Linked DNA regions of Bombyx mori: region 1 is linked to region 2. Evidence: chromatin contacts called from public Hi-C data. All regions are on one chromosome and are shown on one strand. The core of a region is the stretch at or near the end of the contact, and the rest is flanking DNA. Distances in the headings are between cores, read along the strand shown.

The links. Hi-C and Micro-C count contacts between places; a contact is called where the count stands out from the background.
Region 1: a Hi-C map of posterior silk gland shows a contact between it and region 2, with 1.5 times the contacts expected there. The contact joins the promoter of LOC101742436 here to the enhancer-like site in region 2. A contact is called at or near these places in 4 of 7 Hi-C or Micro-C datasets (midgut, posterior silk gland and whole pupa).

What each region holds. Positions count from the first base shown.
Region 1 is chr24:7,870,681-7,877,224 of ASM3026992v2, forward strand. It overlaps LOC101742436, which reads right to left and starts at 3,641. Exons shown (of 7, transcript XM_062675747.1): 1 at 3,492-3,641; 2 at 3,172-3,191. LOC101742580 (methylosome subunit pICln) reads left to right here and starts at 4,231. Exons shown (of 6, transcript XM_004923103.5): 1 at 4,231-5,401; 2 at 6,335-6,475. The coding sequence starts at 5,280.
Region 2 is chr24:7,831,919-7,838,034 of ASM3026992v2, forward strand. LOC101742436 reads right to left here. Exons shown (of 7, transcript XM_062675747.1): 3 at 4,128-4,281; 4 at 2,842-3,382; 5 at 2,274-2,336. The coding sequence starts at 4,159. Among protein-coding and RNA genes, the nearest start is that of LOC101742289, 15 kb to the left of the region's middle. Within about 2 kb of position 2,128, at least 3 of the 8 cell types and tissues checked have open chromatin away from gene starts, as enhancers often do.

The DNA of each region.
Region 1 (6,544 bases), core at 2,391-4,890, 40 kb after region 2:
TACTGCTTCACGGCTGAAATAGGCAGGGAGGTGGTACCTACCCGTGCGGACTCACAAGAGGTCCTACCACCAGTGAAATTGCCTGTTGCGACTGTTTTTGAATGTTAATTTTGTTTGTTTGGTTTTGGTGTGCAATAAAGTGTATTCTCGCTCTTTCACTCTGAATATTGACCATATATGTACCTCAGATATGCAATTCTCCAAGTCGTTGCGCCCAAAGGATAAGACATTCGGTGCATTCACATGTAGCGATGCACCGGTGTTCGAATCCCGTAGGCGGGTACTAATTTTATCTAATGAAATATGTACTTAACAAATATTCACGATTGACTTCCACGGTGAAGGAATGACATCGTGTAATAAAAATCAAACCCGTAAAATTATAATTTGCGTAATTACTGATGGTAGGACGTCTGGTGAGTACGCACGAGTAAGTACCACCACCCTGCCTATTTTTACCGTAATGCATTTTGGTTCGAAAGGTGCGACAGTCGTTTTACTTTAAAAACTGAGACATTAGAACTCATATCTCAAGGTGGGTGGCGGCATTTACATTGTAGATTTCTATAGGCTCCGGCAAACACTTGCCACCAGGTGGGCCGTGAGCTCGTCCACCCATCTAAGCCCATAAAAGAAAGTCGTCGTAGGTAAAAAAAATCGTATTTGTAATTCTGACCACACACCACACTCGACAGGGGCCAGTGACCGGACTATTAATAGGTGCAATGAGACCTCCTCTGTTTGTGACAGAAAAAGATGTGGCCGTCCACGTAGTGTTCGTACGAAAAAGGTGGTCAAAGCAGTAAGGGAAAGAATTCGAAGAAATCCTGTCCGAAAGCAAAAAAATTTATCTCGGGAGATGAAGATAGCACCTAGAACCATGTCGCGTATTTTAAAAGATGACTTAGGACTTGCAGCCTATAAAAGACGTACTGGTTATTTCTTAACTGATAATTTAAAAGAGAATAGGGTGGTAAAATCGAAACAACTACTGAAGCGGTACGTAAAGGGAGGTCATAGAAAATTTTTGTTTACGGATGAGAAATTTTTACAATCAAGCAACATTTTAACAAACAAAATGACCGTATTTATGCTCAAAGCTCTAAGGAAGCTTCCCAATTAGTCGACAGAGTGCAACGTGGGCACTATCCGATTTCAGTGTGGTTTGGTGGGGTATTAGCTATGAAGAAGTGACTGAGCCATACTTTTGTGAAAAAGGTATCAAAACATCGGCACAAGTGTATCAAGATACCATTCTTGAGAAAGTAGTGAAGCACCTTAACAGCACCATGTTCAATAATCAAGAATAGTCCTTCCAGCAAGACTCGGCGCCAGGTCGGCACTCCCCGACATGTCGCAACACGAAGGTTGAGAGCCGCTGTTTGAAACAAGAAGATATAATACCATTATGTTTTCACCAAAAAACAATAATGCTTTGCGCTTTAAAGATTTTTATTTCATTTGTTTAGCGTATAGACGAGTGGACGAGCTCATGGACATCACAATGCTCCTACCCACCTTGAGATGTAAGATCGAAGTCATGAAGGGGATATGATACAATTTATGAATTTTGAGGAAACCGTGGTAGGTTTCCACTGGTGGTAGAACCCCTTGCGAGTCGCTTCGTTTTCGAAACAAAAAATCCGAATGAAATAATGATGTGATGCTCTGACGTCGTCAAAAGCCCGCGAAAAAATGGCGACGTTCGAAGCATTCCAAGTTCAGAACATTAGGTACATACTTAAAAAGAAACAAACAACAATATTACAATTTTTAATATACATAATAATATATATTGATTTTCCCTCTGAAATATTAAAGCACAATACAATTCGTGAATTAAAAAATGCTTTATATGGCTTTTGAATAGAGTTGAAGTCTGTATGTACTAAGACGACAGAGATTACAGACAAAGATTATTACAAAAGACTAGGTTTTTTTAGACTAAACAAAGACTATTATTAATCTTCAATCTCTCGCCTTCTTAGGTTATAAGCAGATGTCACAAGCTAATGATGAGAGACAATTAGCTGTTATCTTTCAAGAGCACAGTGCGTTAAGTTATAACTGGTGGTAGGACCTCTTGTGAGTCCGCACAGGTAGATACCACCACCCCGCCTATTTCTGCCGTGAAGCAGCAATGCGTTTCGGTTTCAAGGGTGGGCTCGCCGTTGTAACTATACTGAGACCTTGGAACTTATATCTCACGGTGGGTGGTGCTTGGGCGCGCTATTATTTACGTTGTGGATGTCTATGGGCTCCAGTAACCACTTAGCACCAGGAGGGCTGTGAGCTTCGTCCACCCATCTAAGCAATAAAAAAAAAAAAAAAAACTATATAAATAATGAATTTAAATATAAACAAACAAGCTTTTTTCCTATTTGACTTCGATCTTATGTCTTATGGTAATGTCTATTTATGTATGTGCTCCGATGACCAAGGCCTAGACAGCAAGTTTGTTCACTCGAGCTGTCCTTGTTGTGTGTATTTTAATTTATTAAGTAAGCCCATACCTGAGCTTTGGGAAGTCATGATTGGTTTTCAGATAAATAAATGATATTATTTATTTTTCATTGTAAGTCTCACATTTTCTACTTATCCAGCTGAAGTTTGTGTTATTTTTAATATGAGTGTTAAAAAGAAAGACAAACAATCATTCAAGTCTTTTGGGGTTTATGGTATTAAACATATTGAGATACTGTGAAATGCTGATTCCTCATATTCTAACAAAACTCCTTGATCCCAATGTGTATATGTGTGTATAAATGATAGCAATTTCAAAAATTTTCAATGTTCTTAGCGTATAACCGAAAATCTAATTACATTTTAAAATTTTATGGTACACCTGGGATATGTTTTTGGGGTTGATGTGGTGTAAAGTGACAATGTTTTATCTGTATTTTTCAAGTAAAAACAGGCAGTTCTCAACAAATAGACGTCCAACAATTTTCTATGTTCTGTGTCATAGATATTATAAGCATACCATATCAGCTTCTCCAGAAACTCAGCTAGGCACTTCAGACTAGCAATCAAATGAATTCAGTAGCTATAAGCTAAATACAAAAATACAACTCACTAACTAAATAACTAGAAAGTTTTAAACTACAATATACTGTATATTATTTATACCTTACAGATCAGGATGCATTCATACTTGAATTGAGCCATTACCTCTTCAAATTCGTGCGGGGCTTGAATGGATATAAAAAAAATATATTAACTAATAAATAGAGGACCCGTTAATCATGTTTTATTATTTACAAGAATATTACTTGTTAAATACAGAAAAAATTGTTTTCGGTACTTAATTTTTAAAAAGTAAAATTACAGTTTAACTGACTAAGGGGTATTGGATATATAATAGGTATATATTTTATAATTTAGGCAGTTACCTATAATTCGTGTTACAATTTTTAAAAAAATTAAGTGCATTTCCGGTATACTTAGCTGTTTTAAATCTTAATGAGCAGCATAATATTTTAATAACTTACAGGTTTAGTAGACCGACTGTTTACCTCGTCTTCAATTTGCAACGAATACACGAATAACATTTTTTTAAGTTTAATTTAGATTTATTGTTTCAAATCTTTGAAGTACAATATTATTGTGCGAGCATTCCTCAAGCCCTCAACTCAAATATTAAGTGTATAATCTATGATTATGTGTTATCTATGACAGTGAGGACTTTTTGGCGGGAGCGCGAGGAGTGAAGTTGAATGATTTGTTTTATTTTGTCTATTTAGTGTTTCCTCAGGTTTAAATGTGTAAAAACGATGGTTTCTTAACTATTTAATATCTGTGAAAGTGCACAAATGTGGGAAAATGAAACAAAGCTTCTGGACGTAACTTCTCATGATCCTCCAAAAAGTCCACTGAAAATATCTCAGTAAATGACCACCATTTTACTGAGATTATAATCGCAACTCACTTTCATTTAATTTCATCTCAGTTGATTAATGTCTCAAATAATCATCCTCATTTCATTTCATTTCTATCATTTTTATAAAAATAAGAATATACATAAATATAGGTCTACCAGGATCTGATCGCAAAAAGGGAAAAAAGAAATTGACGCTAGCAATATATAGGAAATTGGAGTAAAACGTTTTGATACTTTTTTTTTCTTATAGTGGCTGATTGTGTGATACATGCAAATATAAAAGTTTATGCAATGATCAAGGATAATTTTTGAAAATCTTATTGTGACGAATGTGGGGTTCGAAATTTAGATGAAAACTCTGTTCACGAATTTATTAATTAATTTATTAAATGGTTCCAAATACTGCACATCCATAAAAATATCTTCATCGGAAGAGGAAGACGAGGAAAGCGCAGTATTTTTGCCACCTTTCCTCTTTTTACCTTTGTACTAAATACGCCTCTGCTAGATCTGCTTTCAGCAACAATTCGTCTTATGGTAGTATTAGAAACACCTGAAATTAACCAAAGTTTAGTATACATAATACACACGAAAATGCAATAAACCAAAGTATCAAGACGTGTCATTCCTACTAACCAGTCGACGCTTGCACATGGCTGAATATCGATGATTGTATTTGTTCTGCACCTTGTTCATCAAATATTCTTTGAATCATTCACATTGAAAACAATATTTCTTGCTTGCGATAGAAGAGGTTTCTTCGACATTTTCGCCACATTTTAAAGGAAATTTGAATTCCTCGAAATTTCAGTTTTAACAGATGTCATTTTTTTTGTTGTAAAATCGCTATTTTTTCCCTTTTTTGCTATCAGATTCTGGTAGACCTATAGTTACCGTCGGCCACGATGAGAAGGTTCTCGTGTCGAGAATAGCTATCACAACGAAAGTGCTGCCAGGCTAGAAATATCAATGTCTCTATTGTGTTTAGCTTTAATATCTATCCCATCAATTGTGCTTGTGCCAAGCCTCACTTCGCGAACTACAGAACAGCTGTCAAGGCTTTAATAATCAAAACGTTTTACTCCAATTTCCCCAATATTGCTAGTGTCAATTTCTTTTTTCCCTTTTTGCCATCAGATCCTGGTAGACCTGTAATTATAATAAGACATGACCTAAAAGTCTTAGTTACCAGGTCATAAAATCCCTTAAAAAAATCCTTTAACTATTAATAGTTAGACTAATCTGTGAAATGTGAATTCCTTCCCGAAGCGTGGTTGTTGGAAAGCTTTGTTTTTATTTTTCCTCATAACTAATAAGCCGAGAGACTGGAAGTCATTTATTAAAAATTAGTTAAACGCTTTTCTCGTGTTCATTCTTTTAAATATACTGAAGTACAACAATGGTAGTTGTGTCAAGTAATTTTGCTGAGCCGGCCGATGGTGTGTTGCTACAGTCTCCATCTACAAAACTTCTCATAAATGATCAAGAATTAGGCACAGCTACGTTGTACATCACTGAAAAGTAAGTTTTTTTTTGTATTTCCACAATTGAAAATATCGAATTTTATATGACCTATATCAACTTGTGTTTAGCTCCAATTAGTAACCTACTGAAATTAATTAAAATCTACAATAAGTATTTATGTATGTACTGCAATCGTTGTCAACTAAGGTCGAATTATCATTTTGTTGCGTAATAAAATTGGATACAAGCGCACTTGTTATTGTTTGTTCAATAAAATATGGCATGTATCAATATAGTATGTGACAATCGATAGTATTGTGCCAAGACCAAGGGCTAGTGGACAAAAACATGTACCTACTCTTATATACAATATCAAGTATGTACTTAGCTTTTTTTTTTAGTGTTTAGTGCTTACTGGAGCCCATGGACATCTCCAACGTAAATGCCGCCACCCATCCTGAGATATGAGTTCTAAGGTCTCAGTATAGTTAGAAAGACTGCCCCACCCTTCAAACTGAAACATATTACTGCTTCATGCTATTAAGTATTATGTTTTATTAATTACTAGCGACTCGTCCTTGGTTCGCTTCGGAAACTGTTATTTATTATTGATTTCTTCACTATTTAATGGATGTTATTATACACAAAAACCTTCCTCTTCAATCACTATTTTATTAAAAAAAACCACATCAAAATCCGTTGAGTAGTTTTAAAGACTTAAGCATACATAGGGACAGACCGATATAGGGGACAGAGAAAACTTTAACTTTAAAAACCTTTTTAAATTTTAATCTTATTTTTATATTATTCATATAACTGTGAGTTCCCCGATAAATGATTTTAACGATAGGCAGTGGCTTGGCTCTGCCCCTGGCATTGCTAAAGTCGATGAGCGACGGTAACCACTCACCATCAGGTGGGCTGTATGCTCGTCTGACTATAAGGGTAATAAAAAAAGGGAATTATCTCTAATAAATTTTGTGCTTACAGCAACGTCATATGGGGCGGAGGCGTTAGTCCATCAGGCAATCCAGCTCCGACCATCAATCTACTCTATCCAAGCATATCTCTACATGCGATACAACGCGAACCATCCCCTGCCTTGTACATGGTTCTTAATTATGAGTTACGGTAAGAAAATTGTTGTTGAGGTTTTTCCTGGCAACATTATAATTGTAATTCTAATTTACTTTGACATAA
Region 2 (6,116 bases), core at 878-3,377:
ATTTTCTACATGGATACCAAGTTTCAAGTCAATCGGATGCATGGTTCAGTAGTTAGGTATAACGGAACATCCCTAAAAACCACTGTAGATTAATATATTAGTATAGAGGTATATAGTAATGAATAAACAAAAAAGGTTTTTACTGGCAATCTAACTTGAATGCTAGTTTTTTCTTTTAGGAATAAATAAATATTTACTAACAATCACGCCACGTTAACTGGTCCCGTGCTAAGTTCGTAAAGAACTTGTGTTACAGGTACCAGATAACAAATATAAATGTAAGATTTTTATTATACACATACATATATTTAATATACATCCATAACCCTGGAAAAGACATTTTATATTTATCATACAAATATCTTCCCTTGGCGGGATTCGAACCCGCGACCCCCTTGTGTAGTGACCATGTCACTTACCACTACACCAGACGGCCGTTTTGAAGTAATGAGGGATTACTTATGGCACGGAGGCCTTTCCAGCTTCACCAGGACCTGGCATCTGAATATATCTATTACCGGATCGATATCACGACCCACTGAGAAGATCAAACTTCGCTAATTTTGACCACCTTTAATATTTCAATTACGAATGATATAAATGCAATTTTAAATAACGTTTTTTTTTTTCTAAGATAACTTAAGGACGTATTTGTAGTATGTATAAGTACTTTTCCTTTCATGTTAATTTTAAGTCATTATGTGATTTCAATAAAGTTTTTTACTTTCACTAAATGTATAAACTCGCGTGTTCCGTCAAAAGCTTTTCAAATATAATCCTTTTCAATTTACTATATGGATGTATAGTTGACAATGTAAGTTTCCTAAAGAACGAATACACGGCGGACTGTTTACGGAGGCAGCGAAATATTATACACCGGGTAACTGCATTACGATTACGGGTAATCGGTAATACGATCGCTCGGGTTTCTTTATAATGTGACATCAGCGCGAAATGCATACGTGAGAGAATGAGGACTCCCAGGTGTGCGTGTGTCTCCAGCAAGTCCTACTGCCGGTTGAACTTATGGGATTATGGTGGAATTTTAAAAATAACAATAAAAATAAGGAGGGGGTCGGTCAAGTCACACGCGGTAACCTGGCCCCTAAAAAGGTATCTACCGGAATCGGAGATTGTTTTTTTTTTATTACCTAGATGTGTGGACTAGCTCACAGCCAACCTGGTGTTAAGTGATTACTGGAACCCATAGACATCTACAACGTAAATGCGCCACACACCTTGAGATATGAGTTCTAAGGTCTCAGTATAGTTACAACGGCTGCCCCGCCCTTCAAACCGAAACGCATTACTGCTTCACGGCAGAAATAGGCGGGGCGGTGGTACCTACCCGTGCGGACTCACAAGAGGTCCTACCACCAGTAAAAATGATATACAAACGTATACACGTTTAAATATATGCATAATATATAAGATAATAAACACACAGACTGAGAGCCAAACAAATCTATTCATCACATGAACGTTTGAATCGAACGCACGGAAAGCTTGCGAAAAGCTTGCATCGCCTACTCATCTCGAAATATCTTGTTTTGTTGGGTTTTTTTCCTACCTAAGCTAATGATCTACAGAGACTATGTCAGCGTCGCCGGGCTAGTAGGTGAGCTCACGGGGCTCAAACCTGACGACGTTGCTAACACTGACCCTAGCGAGAGCCGTGCTTCCCAGTATCTACCACCGGATCGGAAACGCAACCCACTGAGAAGATCCGGCGAGAAACTCGGTGGGCTGTGTCTGTTGGGTTAATTTACTCGTCGAGTCCTTCGTCGCAAGTGACAGGTTCGACGAGGACGATGACCGGCTCGAGGCTTGAGCTACCTAAAAGCACCGTTAATGGATCGGGAGGATCCGAAATGACGTCCGTAGGATCAGGAATGTAGTTACCGGCGGCCACGATGAGAGGGTTCTCGTGTCGTGCCGCTTTATCGAAATGACGCATTGATGCCGACTGTAGATACTTACTGATGGGCTCTAGGTCCAGGTCGTCGTGAAGGTCGACGTTCCTGACGAACCACGGGGGTTTTGTTCGGCGATTGTCTAGGAAATATCGCACGCAGTTACAAGATCGCCTATTGTGTATGATCTTCGACCTGTCCCGGGATCAGATCGTGTTAGGACCCAGTGCTGTTAGGACGCCCGCCGCACACTAGGACAGCATCAACGGTCTCCACACACATCATCCAGGGGACCGAGTCCAGTCAGATACCGACGACTTATACGTTTCCGCAACAAATCTGTAAGTCCAAAGCGCTCACCTTCCTCGGACGTCCTGGCCCACGTCTCTTGGTGGTAACTGGAAGCGGCGATGGCGACCGCGTCTAGAATTTGAAAACGACAAATGATTAAGACAACGTACAGATACTGGTGGTAGGACGTGTTGAGAGTCCGCGCGGGTAGGCACCACCGCCCTGCCTATCTCGGCCGTGAAGCAGTAATGCGTTTCGGTTTGAAGGGCGAGGCAGCCGTTGTAACTATACTCAGACTTTAGAACTCATATCTCAAGGTATATGGCGGTATTTACGTTGTAGATGTCTATGGACTCCAACAACCACTTTACACCAGGTGGGCTGTGACCTCGTCCACCCACCTAAGCAATAAAAAAAAATTGGATATAATATACAGATACCGCCACCTTGCTTATTTATGCTGCAAAGCAGTCATGCCTTCCAATATGAAGGCAATGGGTACATGACACAATTATGACTTGTAATCTCGTCTTAAGGTAAGAAATTTACGATGGAATGTTTGGGGGCTCCGATAACCACTTAACACCGGGTGAAATCTAAACTCCTTCAAATATAAATCTTAGTTTTAAGGACCCACCCTCCGTTTCCTAACTGGTCTGCTGCCATCAGCCGAACGCGTCGTCATCGACAGCCTAGTTTCCGCGCCCTTCGACGTCGCCACGTCCACCTCCTGCTTTGCCAGGATCCCGCTCATTCTGTCTCTGAAGAAGCTGTCTTCGGCCACCTTCAGAGCTTCGAAGCACTTGTGCCCTTGCAAGGCGTATCGTATGATCTTCAGCACCTCGATCCTGCACAGGAGTCTGGTGTCGTCGCTCATCTTCTTGAACAACGGTATCAGGGAGTTCATGAAGAGTTTGTCGTCGTCGAAGTGGTCGTCGGGCAAGATTGAGTTAGCGTCGATCTTGATCTCCAACGACGGGTTCTTGTCTATGACGGTTTGGTTGCATTTGTCCACGGTGTCCGGTCTATCGGTGACCTCCGCTTTGGTTTTTAGGTCGAGCGGTTTATCGATGACCTCGGTTTTGATCTTGGGGATGACGTCCTCGGGCGGAGCGTGTTGCGGCGAGTTGGACACTTCGGAGAATGACTCGTATTTGTCCTGGGAGTACCTTGGCTTTCTGGGAACGAAAATAGCTCCTGTTCAACTCTCATTGATATTATTACGTGATTATCGCACCGGTTTAACCCACAGACAGAGCCCACTGAGTTTCTCGCCGGATTTTCTCAATGAGTCGCGTTTCCGATCCGGCGGTAGATTCTGCGAGGCACTGCTCTTGCTAGGGCCGGTGTTAGCAACACTCCGGTTTGAGCTCCGTGAGCTCACCTACACGTGAGGGCGACGCTGATATAGCCTCTCAATGCTATCAGCATAGGTAGGGGGAAAAAAGCACCGGTTTTGAGATGAGGTCTTTACGTTTCATTGTAGTAATACGGCTTTCAGAGACTTCGAAACCTTCGACTGCTGGTACCAACCAAGGGTCGTGGTGTCTGGCGTATAAAAGCGCAGAAACAAATCAGGTTGAATTGAAAGATGGCAAAGCGTAAGAAACGATACGATTTTTTAGTGCTTAGATAGGTGGAGGAGCTCAGAGCCCACCTGGTGTTAAGTGGTTACTGAAGCCTATTGATATCTACAACGCAAATGCGCCAACCACCTTGAGATATAAGTTCTAAGGCGTCAGTATAGATAGCTACACCGGCTGCCTCGCCCTTCGAACCGAAACGCATTACTGCTTCACGGCAGAAATGGGTGGCGGCATTTACGTTGTAGATGTCTATGGGCTCCGGTAACCCCTTAAACCAGGTGGGCCGTGGGCTCTTAACGCGAATACCAAACGAGAGTAGTACGACCCGAGCACTTACTTGTTCTGTAGCGCCCTCAATAGAAACGACATCTGCCTGTGGTACTGATATCTTTTGCTGTTCGGAGCGCACTGGTCCGGCAGACACTTTCCTTGTCTGTAAGTCTTCGTGTACGAGTCCCGGATAGAGCGCCATCGTTTCTGAACTTCTTTACCTACGCAAAGAACAGAGATATCACTTTACTGGTGGTAGGACCTCTTGTGAGTCCGCACGGTACCACCGCCCTGCTTATTTCTGCCGTGAGTAATGCGCTTCGGTTCGAAGGGTGGGGCAGCCGTTGTAGCTATACTGAGACCCTAGAACTTATATCTCAAGGTGGGTGGCGCATTTACGTTGTCGATCTCTATGGGATCAAGTAACCACATAACACCAGGTGGGCTGTAAGCTCGTCCACCCATCTAAGCAATAAATTAAAAAAACTAAACATATTTCTGAGTTGGAATATTTAACCCAAGTAGTGGTCGCCCGGTAGTCGAAATTCGACTATAATTAATTGAAATTATAAGTTTGTACACTATTATGATTCTATTGTTAAAGACTTATTAAGCTTCTATAATCACAAATTTCGCCAAGACTACACTATATACAAATAATACTAATCTATTCTCAATTTGACCACAGACTTTAAGCAATAAACAAAAGAGTATAATTTATGCGTGTGTGTGGCAAATATATGGTAATGTTTTTTAATGATTTAATGTATTTTTATGAGTAATTTAAAAAAAAAAATACATATTAGCATTCTGCACTTCTTCTCTATTATTCTTTATTTTCTATGTTCCTTATTATCTAGTTTATTCTTTAAAAGTGTGAGAAATTTCATATTCCTCCGTCCGCGCCATTTTCGTAAAAAAGCGTACAAAGTTTTAGCTTCACATATTAATTTAAAGATGCCTTTTTATTTAGGTAGGTACATATATGTTTTTGTCTATGCACGCTTTTCTTTTTCTACCAGGCCTCGTTAATTCGTGATTGATTAACGTGAAGTATTGTAGAGTTATCAGCACCACAAGTTTTACAATGTGTTTAATACCAACAGCTTAAGATAGATGGCGTTAATCGCTTCGATAACATGGGTCAACACCAAAATTGACTTTGATTGCAAAGCATAAAATTTCGATATTTTAGATCGTAATTAGACGAAAAAAAAATACATGGCATGAAACAGTTTGCTTTTGAACTTTAATAAATTGACCACCATAGAGTTACTATTCCAAGTTGTAGGTACTTATTAACTCCATGTCGACCACATATGAAACAAAATGCATCAGCATTGTATTTACAGTTTCGTGACATTTTAAGTTTTTCTGGGCTTGTACAAAACACCTGATCGTTGTTTATGACTCGAGTGCCATCTAGTGGCACTGTGTAAACGTAAACACCCCACTCTCATAGCGCGGTTTTTTTTAAAGTATTAAAATTAAATAAAATATATTAAAAAAAAAAGTGAGTATTATTACTATAACTACCACAAAAGCAAACTTTATACCAGAAAATGGTATTTTATTTTCGTTTTTGTGAATAATTAACCGGATTAGAGTTGTGTAATTTAAGTGCTTATCAAATATTTAGGCTGTGACTAACACAGCGAATCATAGTGACCAGTGTGTGTAGTGCGAGTTTTTTAACGTTCTCGATAGCGTAAAAGTTAACTCAACTTTGTATGCAGTTTCGACTATCGCCTCGACGACCCGTCGGTCGGGCGTCCTCGGGGTGGCGCCGCGTGTCTGGTTGTAGTGTTGACCGCGGGAACCCCCCTACTCTGAACGGGTTCTGACCCCGGACGGAGATCGGACGTCGGGTGTAATAGTGCAGGGGAGTCGTTTAGTGGGTGGACCCTAAAATCCTTGGGCCCGCGATCTGCTCTCAACACCTGCAGATCGTTGAGTCTCACATACCCCGCGCGCCCCCTAGGCGCGGGGACCTCGTAGGAGGTTCGGCCCCGGGCCCGAAAGAAAAAAAAAAAAGTTTATGCAGTTTGAAAGTTTG